Linked DNA regions of Zea mays: region 2 is linked to region 1. A link is a contact called in public Hi-C data. All regions are on one chromosome and are shown on one strand. The core of a region is the stretch at or near the end of the contact, and the rest is flanking DNA. Distances in the headings are between cores, read along the strand shown. Region 1 overlaps LOC103630226 (UDP-glucuronic acid decarboxylase 2). Region 2 holds the start of LOC100276626 (DUF538 family protein).

Region 1 (3,673 bases), core at 601-3,100:
CTTCTTTTGGTGCCTAAACAAAAATATTTTATATTGTTATTGGGATGGACTTGGTTTCTATTGCTTTTTCGTGGGGAATTTCCAAATTTGTTTCTTCCTGCGGGTTTATCGGTTAACGCGCGATGCATCTGAGGAGGAGGATCGATTCACTACTCTTTGAGATTCCGTATCCGTCTCTGAAATGGGAATATGACAATTTTTTTAAAATCCGGTACCAACAGGTATAACCCCCCAGAACTACGATTTCCTTCCACGGAAGGAGAATTTTGTCCGGAGCTCGAATTTGTGCCACGTTTCACTTCGTTTTTTGGAGTTTTCTGCTCAACTGAGGGAAAGCAGAGCCACCAGAGCTTGGCCGTTTCAGATCTCTGTCTGCTAGGCTGCCCTTTGCTCAAGGGCAATCCTCCCTTTTCATTCAACGCAAAAAAAAAGATCTTTTTTTGCGTCTTTCTATGAAATCTGGTGACAAATGTTCAGTTGAACTCAGATTCTTCAGATGCAATTGAAGATCTCAAATCATCACATCATTTTTTCTGTCGAAATAATTTATGTGTGTGTGTGTTTTTCTTAAAAAAACTGTTTTTTATGCTTCTGAATGCTTGCTGCATTTTCCCGTGCATTTGAAACAGGAAAAACGTACTAGCGAAAGCTATAGCTGTGATCTGAACTCAATTGCTCCGTACCGTTTTACTTTGCTTCATGATCCGTTAATGAAAGCAAAAAGTAAGCGCACGGTGCGCATGGATCTGGGTTAGTTATGTACTTTGCTTACTTCTGACATAAAGGGCGCATTTCAATTTTCAACAACACAAAAGTTGACGTCCAAGTGGCCTTTGCCTTTTCCGCTTTCTAAGCAACTTCGCTTACTGTTCACTTCACGAAATTTCCTTATGCTTTACTTGTTTTGCAACTGAATGTGGAGTAGCAATGTAACAAAGTGAAAAAGGGTGTCTGGCTGATTCATTTAGTTTCTGCTCGTTTTGCTTTCTTGAGATGGTTCGTGTTAGCCTTAACCTTTGTGATAGCACAAGACCAATGTGGTTGGGACTCTGAACATGCTCGGATTAGCAAAGAGGATCAACGCCAGGTTCCTCCTCACCAGTACCAGTGAGGTCTATGGTGATCCTCTCCAGCACCCGCAGGTGGAGACTTACTGGGGCAATGTCAATCCCATCGGTACTAGCTCTTCTCGTTTACACTCTCTTTGTTGATCTCTTGAAATTAATTTCTTGCAGTGACAATTAATCATTCATTTTTCTTAGATCTAGCGTGATGAGGTTAGCTAATTGTTAGTTAGGTCATGCATATGTCAAAGACATAGCCGGATCCTCCTTTTAGCAGGGAACTGTCAGCCCCAAATAAATGATCTCTCATGCTCATTCTTTCTTTGTCATGCTTTTGTATGACCTTTGGAGCGAGCATAGACCACTGAGGGGTTGTCCTAAATATGTTACCCTGCAGCCATAGTCTTTTAGTGACATGATTTTGGATGAGCAAAACCACAAAAAGGAGAGCAAGGGGGAGGGAGGGAAATGCAAGCTGGTGGACAATGTACTGTTGCAAAGAGGACGGGTCTACGTTGTCAAATCTGTGCTTATATTTTTTTTACCCCGAGCTGTAGAAAGCAGGAATGAGCCCTTTTCAGAAAATAGTGCTGGTCCAGACTTGAAGCTTACTGTTGCATGAAAGAGGCCTTGTATAAGCAATATGCAGAAAGGCATTTGGAATCTTACTCTCTTGAGATGCTGGCCATGGAATCTTAGCTTGGTGGGTTCTGGCATGCTTTGATTCTTTTTGGTGGGAAGGGACCATGTTGGTAGGTGGAATTTGGTCCAAGAGGGCCACTTTGTGGATTCCTTTTCAATAAAGCAAGAGGGGGGGGGACACAACTATACTTGACCAGTTATGCCTAACCAAACACCCACCAACCACTGCACCTAAAATAATGAATGAAGTTTGTTGAGTTATTCACGTAGTACTTGTTGGCTGTTGGATACTCGTTGGATTATTTACAAAGTAGGCAAGCTCTTGCCTTGCTCTTTGCGAGTTTTACTGATGGGTACGATTTCTCAATGACAGGTGTCAGGAGCTGTTACGATGAGGGCAAGCGTACAGCTGAAACGTTGACCATGGATTACCACCGTGGTGCCAACCTTGAGGTAAGTCAACGATCCAAAATGTCGGTTTAGTGGATGGAATTCCATTTCATCTGCGACCAAGTATATTCATTTTGGTGGTTTCTTTCTGTTTCAGGTTAGGATCGCACGTATCTTCAATACATATGGCCCTCGCATGTGCATTGACGATGGCCGTGTTGTCAGTAACTTTGTTGCTCAGGTAAATATGCGCAGTGCTGTCTATTCTATCTACAGAACCCAAAAGATATGACAATTGGTCTTGTATCACAGAAATTAAATTACGTGCGATTATGGTTGCAGGCACTGAGGAAGGAGCCCTTGACGGTTTATGGTGATGGAAAGCAAACCAGGAGTTTCCAATATGTTTCTGATCTGGTAGGTCTATCTCTGGCCAACATATATTGAAAAAAAAAAGAAACCCTTGATTTGGCTTTTCCTGTGGCCTAGTGGCCTAGCCAGTGGGATGCTTGAAGTATTCATTACTAGGAATTTTATTCTTTGCATTCAATGTACTGATTGGGGTCTTCTCCCAGGTTGAGGGTCTGATGAAGCTGATGGAAGGCGAGCATGTGGGGCCATTCAACCTGGGTAACCCTGGCGAGTTCACCATGCTTGAGCTTGCCAAGGTTGTCCAGGACACCATCGACCCCAACGCACGGATCGAGTTCCGCAAGAACACCCAGGACGACCCGCACAAGCGCAAGCCCGACATCAGCCGCGCCAAGGAGTTCCTCGGGTGGGAGCCGAAGATCCCCCTGCGTGAGGGCCTTCCCCTCATGGTCTCCGACTTCCGCAAGCGCATCTTCGGCGACCAAGACGCTGCTGCCACCACCACCGGAAACCAGCAAGGTTAGGATGAAGGAGCGCACATGACATGGAAATTTTTGGTGGCCCTGCTTCTAGCTGCTTGGTTGCTCTCTCCTTACTGACAAAAGCTATGGGCCACGTAGTTCGTTGGGAATGTGTTACTGGAATACCTCGGCACGGCTGATGCTGTAATGCCATTCTTTTTTTCCCCTGTATTTTTTCTTTCTCAGTTCTCTCAGTCCTTAGCTATACAAAAAAAGTTCAGTTGAACAGTTGGAGATGAACCCGGATGATCTAATTCTTTGTTGAGAGCATAGCATCATATATATGGTATAAATCCTGTCATTTTGCAAATGTATGTATGCCCTTCTTTGATGGTTCTAGTTCTTTGTTGAAGCTAGGCGTAGGATGCCTATCCTGCTCTCAAAAACTAGACTTGAGCAAAGAAACGAACGAACAAGCAGTTGTGAAGATGAAACAAGAACGTATCTGGTGCAAACCAACCCTTCCATGCAACCGTGTAAATTTCTAATCTGAATAACCCTTCCATGCAACCGTGTAAATTTCTAATCTGAATCATATGATGTTGATCCAAAGGAACGTGTGGAAAAGTGGGAGGAGATTTAAAAATGTGATTAACAACGGGCGGTTAAATGTAAAATTATCCACGTCTCCAGATCCCCATGTTTTTACTTCATTTATTAGCATTAGAACAGGATACCTCTGGC
Region 2 (3,673 bases), core at 735-3,234, 190 kb after region 1:
GACTCAATCCCACTTAACAACAAAACGAACAAGCCCAAGCCCTAGGGTAGAAAGAAACCATTTCACATCGAAATGCAAACTACAGAAGTTTTCAGCGAACAACCATGACAGATAACTAATGCAAACCATCCATAACCATTGGATTCAACAACTAACTTCACAAATTAATTCACATACAGCACCCATCACAAGGGAAATAACACAATTTCCACAATGGACTCATAATTAGAACAGATGATGGATCTTAATCCCTTCTCGTGTCTCTCTAAACAGTCTGAAATAGTACATGAAGTGTGGCATCAAGTTCTTTGTGAATTTGCTATCAAAATAAAAGCTGAGAAGTATAGAAAAGCAAAGTATAAACATAACTAAACAATAATAACAAACTAGCATGTCTGTGTGTTGTAACTCTTTTCTTCTATTAATGTAATGATATGCAGCTCTTCTGCATGTTTGAGAAGAGAACGGAAGATGATAGTAAACTAGCTATAGTGAAGCAGAAATTAACATGTCAAAAGGTACATAGTGCTTTGTACTAAGCAATTCCACTCTTTTTGGAACAAAACAGTAGTGTGCCCATCTCTACCAAATTAGCCTTCCTCTCTCTCCATACACGCACAATGACATATTTATAATTCCTTCTCGAAATGGCAAATAAAGAAGTCTTAATAAACCAACTAAAATAACAGACAGTTAAAGCACATCATCCATAATGGTCAATTCAACCACAGCAAATTAACACATTATACTTTCATTTGTCATCAATATTTTCCAACTAGAAAGAAATAAAAAATCAATAACTTAAATATTGTTGCAATTCTACTATTTTTAAGGAGAAAAGGTTAGCTCACTTCTTAAAATCTGATTACTTCTGAAGTGAAATCACAGAAAGAAACATACTGCTGCTCTGATAATGTAAAAAGTTACTCTATTACTGATTTAAGCTTCTCCCAACTGTGTGAGAATAAATATTTTGTCTTAATGGAAACGAAAAAACTAATGAAGTCTTGAACTAACAACCAAAACAAGCATTTAAGCAACCATCCATATCCATGGGATTCAACTATCACCACTTCACAAACTAATTCACATGAGGGGCAAACATCTCAATGGAAATAAGACAATTTCCATAGAGACGTATAAATTAAAATATTTGAAAGGTCTTAATTGCTTCTCTGACTGTTCCTAGAACTGTCTGAAACAATTGGTGAAACATGACATCGAGTCCTGAACTTGGTTACCCCATCCCACATCTAAAAGCTGGGATCTTTCAAGTTTGCCCTCTTTATTAACCCACATCTACTAGACATACAGCACTACTAGTCGAGGCAGCTTACAGCAGCAGTCACCAAATCTGCAGAAGTGGAGTTCTAGAAGGCACCCCGCAGGCGCAGCTTGGCGGTGGCGGCGCCGGGCTTCTGCAGCATGAGCAGGTTGTTGCAGTCGAACCCGCAGCCACAGGTGGGGCACTCGAGGAAGTTTTCAATCCCGAAGTCCGCGGAGACGATGCCGACGGAGAACTCGAGGTTGTCGCCGCGCCGGGTGACCTCGACGATGTTGAGCCAGAAGAAGAGGACCTTGACGGAGACGCCCTCGAGGTCGGTGAGGTGGTCGGGGGCGATCTTTCCGGTGATCTTGGTCTGGTAGCGGAGCGAGTAGGAGCCCTGGATGGAGAACTCGCAGACGGAGGACCCGCTGCCGGACGCGGAGGCGTCGAGCGTGGCCGTGAAGGCGCCCGTGGCGTTGTCGAGCGTGTAGGCGACCACGCCCTTGGGGAGGATCCCCGGCGGGAAGTCGTAGTCAGCGAGGGCTTCGTACGCCGTCGGCTTAGCGAAGGCGGTGCCGCTCGCCGCGGCGACGGCGAGGAGGAGGAGGAGGCGGTGGGCGAGCATAGCTGTGGTTCGGGAGGAGCGCGGTAGAGTGCGGCTTCGGTTTGCTTTGGTGAACAAGAGGAAGGAGACGGATTAGATTTTATGGTGCGCTGTGAAGGAGGTACGCTGGTGCTCGGTGGGATTTTATGAAAAATGGTATTTGATTAAACCTTTTAATTCAAGGGTCATTTAACAATAGCAATCGCACGACACTAAAAAAAATAACACCAAAACCTATAAAAAACCAGGTGTTTTTTTTTACTGAGACAAGATATGTATCTTGATCTAAATTTGAGTTGACGAGAAGTCAGAAACTAGGTGGTTAAAACATAGATACTCAACCACATCTTCTAGTTAAACTAGACTCACTAATCATCTCCACATGAACTTAGATTTGATTCTCCGTAGTAATAGACTACATACTTATTATAGCCCTATTTTAGATTTTTTTGCTCCTATTTTAGACAAGGTTATTGCCAAAAGAATCATTGTGCGTAAACATGAATTCAAATCAAGTACTACGTACGTGCAACCATTAACCCATTGAATAAAAGAAGGCAATGAGAGAGCGAGGGCGACTGCTGCTTGGCTTCACAGCATACGACACAGCAGGTCAGCAGCTAGTGTTTATGTCGTGTTTGTTGAGACGTGCGGTGAGTATGAGCCCCGAAGAGTTGTTCCTCACACACAGGAATCCTCCCGCTGACACCCATCACTAGGGACAGACTAGCTCAAAATTCGAGTGGGCCCAACTACTACTGAGTGAAGGACTAAATTGAGGCTTACTAAGGGGCGTTTGGTTTCTAGGGACTAATTTTTAGCCCCTACATTTTATTTCACTTTAGTTACAAAATTATCAAATATAGAAACTAAAACTCTATTTTAGTTTCTATATTTGTCAATTTATATACTAAAATGGAACAAAATGAAGGGACTAAACATTAGTCCCTAGAAACTAAACACCCCCTAACTAATAGCCTTTTATAGCTACAGTAGTTAAGATAGGAAGTCCACATGAACCATAAATTTGACTGGGGTCTATGCCCTCTCACTCGCCATAACGTCTGCCCATCACTACTTGACAAGTGACGACTGATAACCTAAGTCAAGTAAATACTTGACTTCCTACAAGTTTTTTCTCCGAAACTAAACTAATAGGTATATGTCGGCGTTTCGAGACCGGGGGTCCCTTGGGCCGACGAGTGAGTGTCGCCGCGTGCCCCAGCCCAGATGGATCGAGCGCGAGGGCGAGCGCGAAGGGGGGAGAAGCGAGGCGGCCGGAGACCGGCGTGAGAGAGGTGGGAATCCCGCGGCCTTCGTGTTCGTCCCGCGCCCAGGTCGGGTGCGCTTGCAGTAGGGGGTTACAAGCGTCCACGCGGGTGAGGGAGCGAGCGGCTTCCAAGCGAGCGCTTGTCTCGTCCTCGTCCCCGCGCGGCCAACCTCCTCTAAGAGGGCCCTGGTCCTTCCTTTTATAGGCGTAAGGAGAGGATCCAGGTGTACAATGGGGTGTAGCAGAGTGCTACGTGTCTAGCGGGGAGAGCTAGTGCCCTAAGTACATGCCGTCGTGGCAGCCGGAGAGATTTTGGCACCCAGCTGGTGTGACGGAACCTCCCAAGTAATTAGGCCCACCTACAGTTGTCCTTGTCTAACCGACATCAGACACCCTGCAGATGTTCCTAAGTCACTTGACAAGCTCGGTATCTTTCCTTACCTCACCAGGAACGTCTCACCCGTCTTGCAGACATTACAGAACATCGGAGGTAAAGAAATGCGGAAGCAATTACATAAACTTACATTTATTA

The links. Hi-C and Micro-C count contacts between places; a contact is called where the count stands out from the background.
Region 2: a contact with region 1 is called in a Hi-C map of ear, with 2.6 times the contacts expected there. The contact joins the promoter of LOC100276626 here to the enhancer-like site in region 1. A contact is called at or near these places in 2 of 25 Hi-C or Micro-C datasets (ear and tassel).

The regions. Positions count from the first base shown.
Region 1 is chr6:149,303,506-149,307,178 of Zm-B73-REFERENCE-NAM-5.0, forward strand. LOC103630226 (UDP-glucuronic acid decarboxylase 2) reads left to right here. Exons shown (of 6, transcript XM_008651297.3): 2 at 1,029-1,176; 3 at 2,080-2,159; 4 at 2,254-2,337; 5 at 2,439-2,513; 6 at 2,672-3,303. The coding sequence ends at 2,992. Among protein-coding and RNA genes, the nearest start is that of LOC103630226, 3.0 kb to the left of the region's middle. Within about 2 kb of position 1,851, at least 18 of the 20 cell types and tissues checked have an H3K27ac peak or open chromatin away from gene starts, as enhancers often do. A contact at or near this core is called in ear and tassel, where this site is marked.
Region 2 is chr6:149,488,714-149,492,386 of Zm-B73-REFERENCE-NAM-5.0, forward strand. It overlaps LOC100276626 (DUF538 family protein), which reads right to left and starts at 1,985. Exons shown (of 1, transcript NM_001150370.2): 1 at 1,037-1,985. The coding sequence starts at 1,892. The coding sequence ends at 1,371.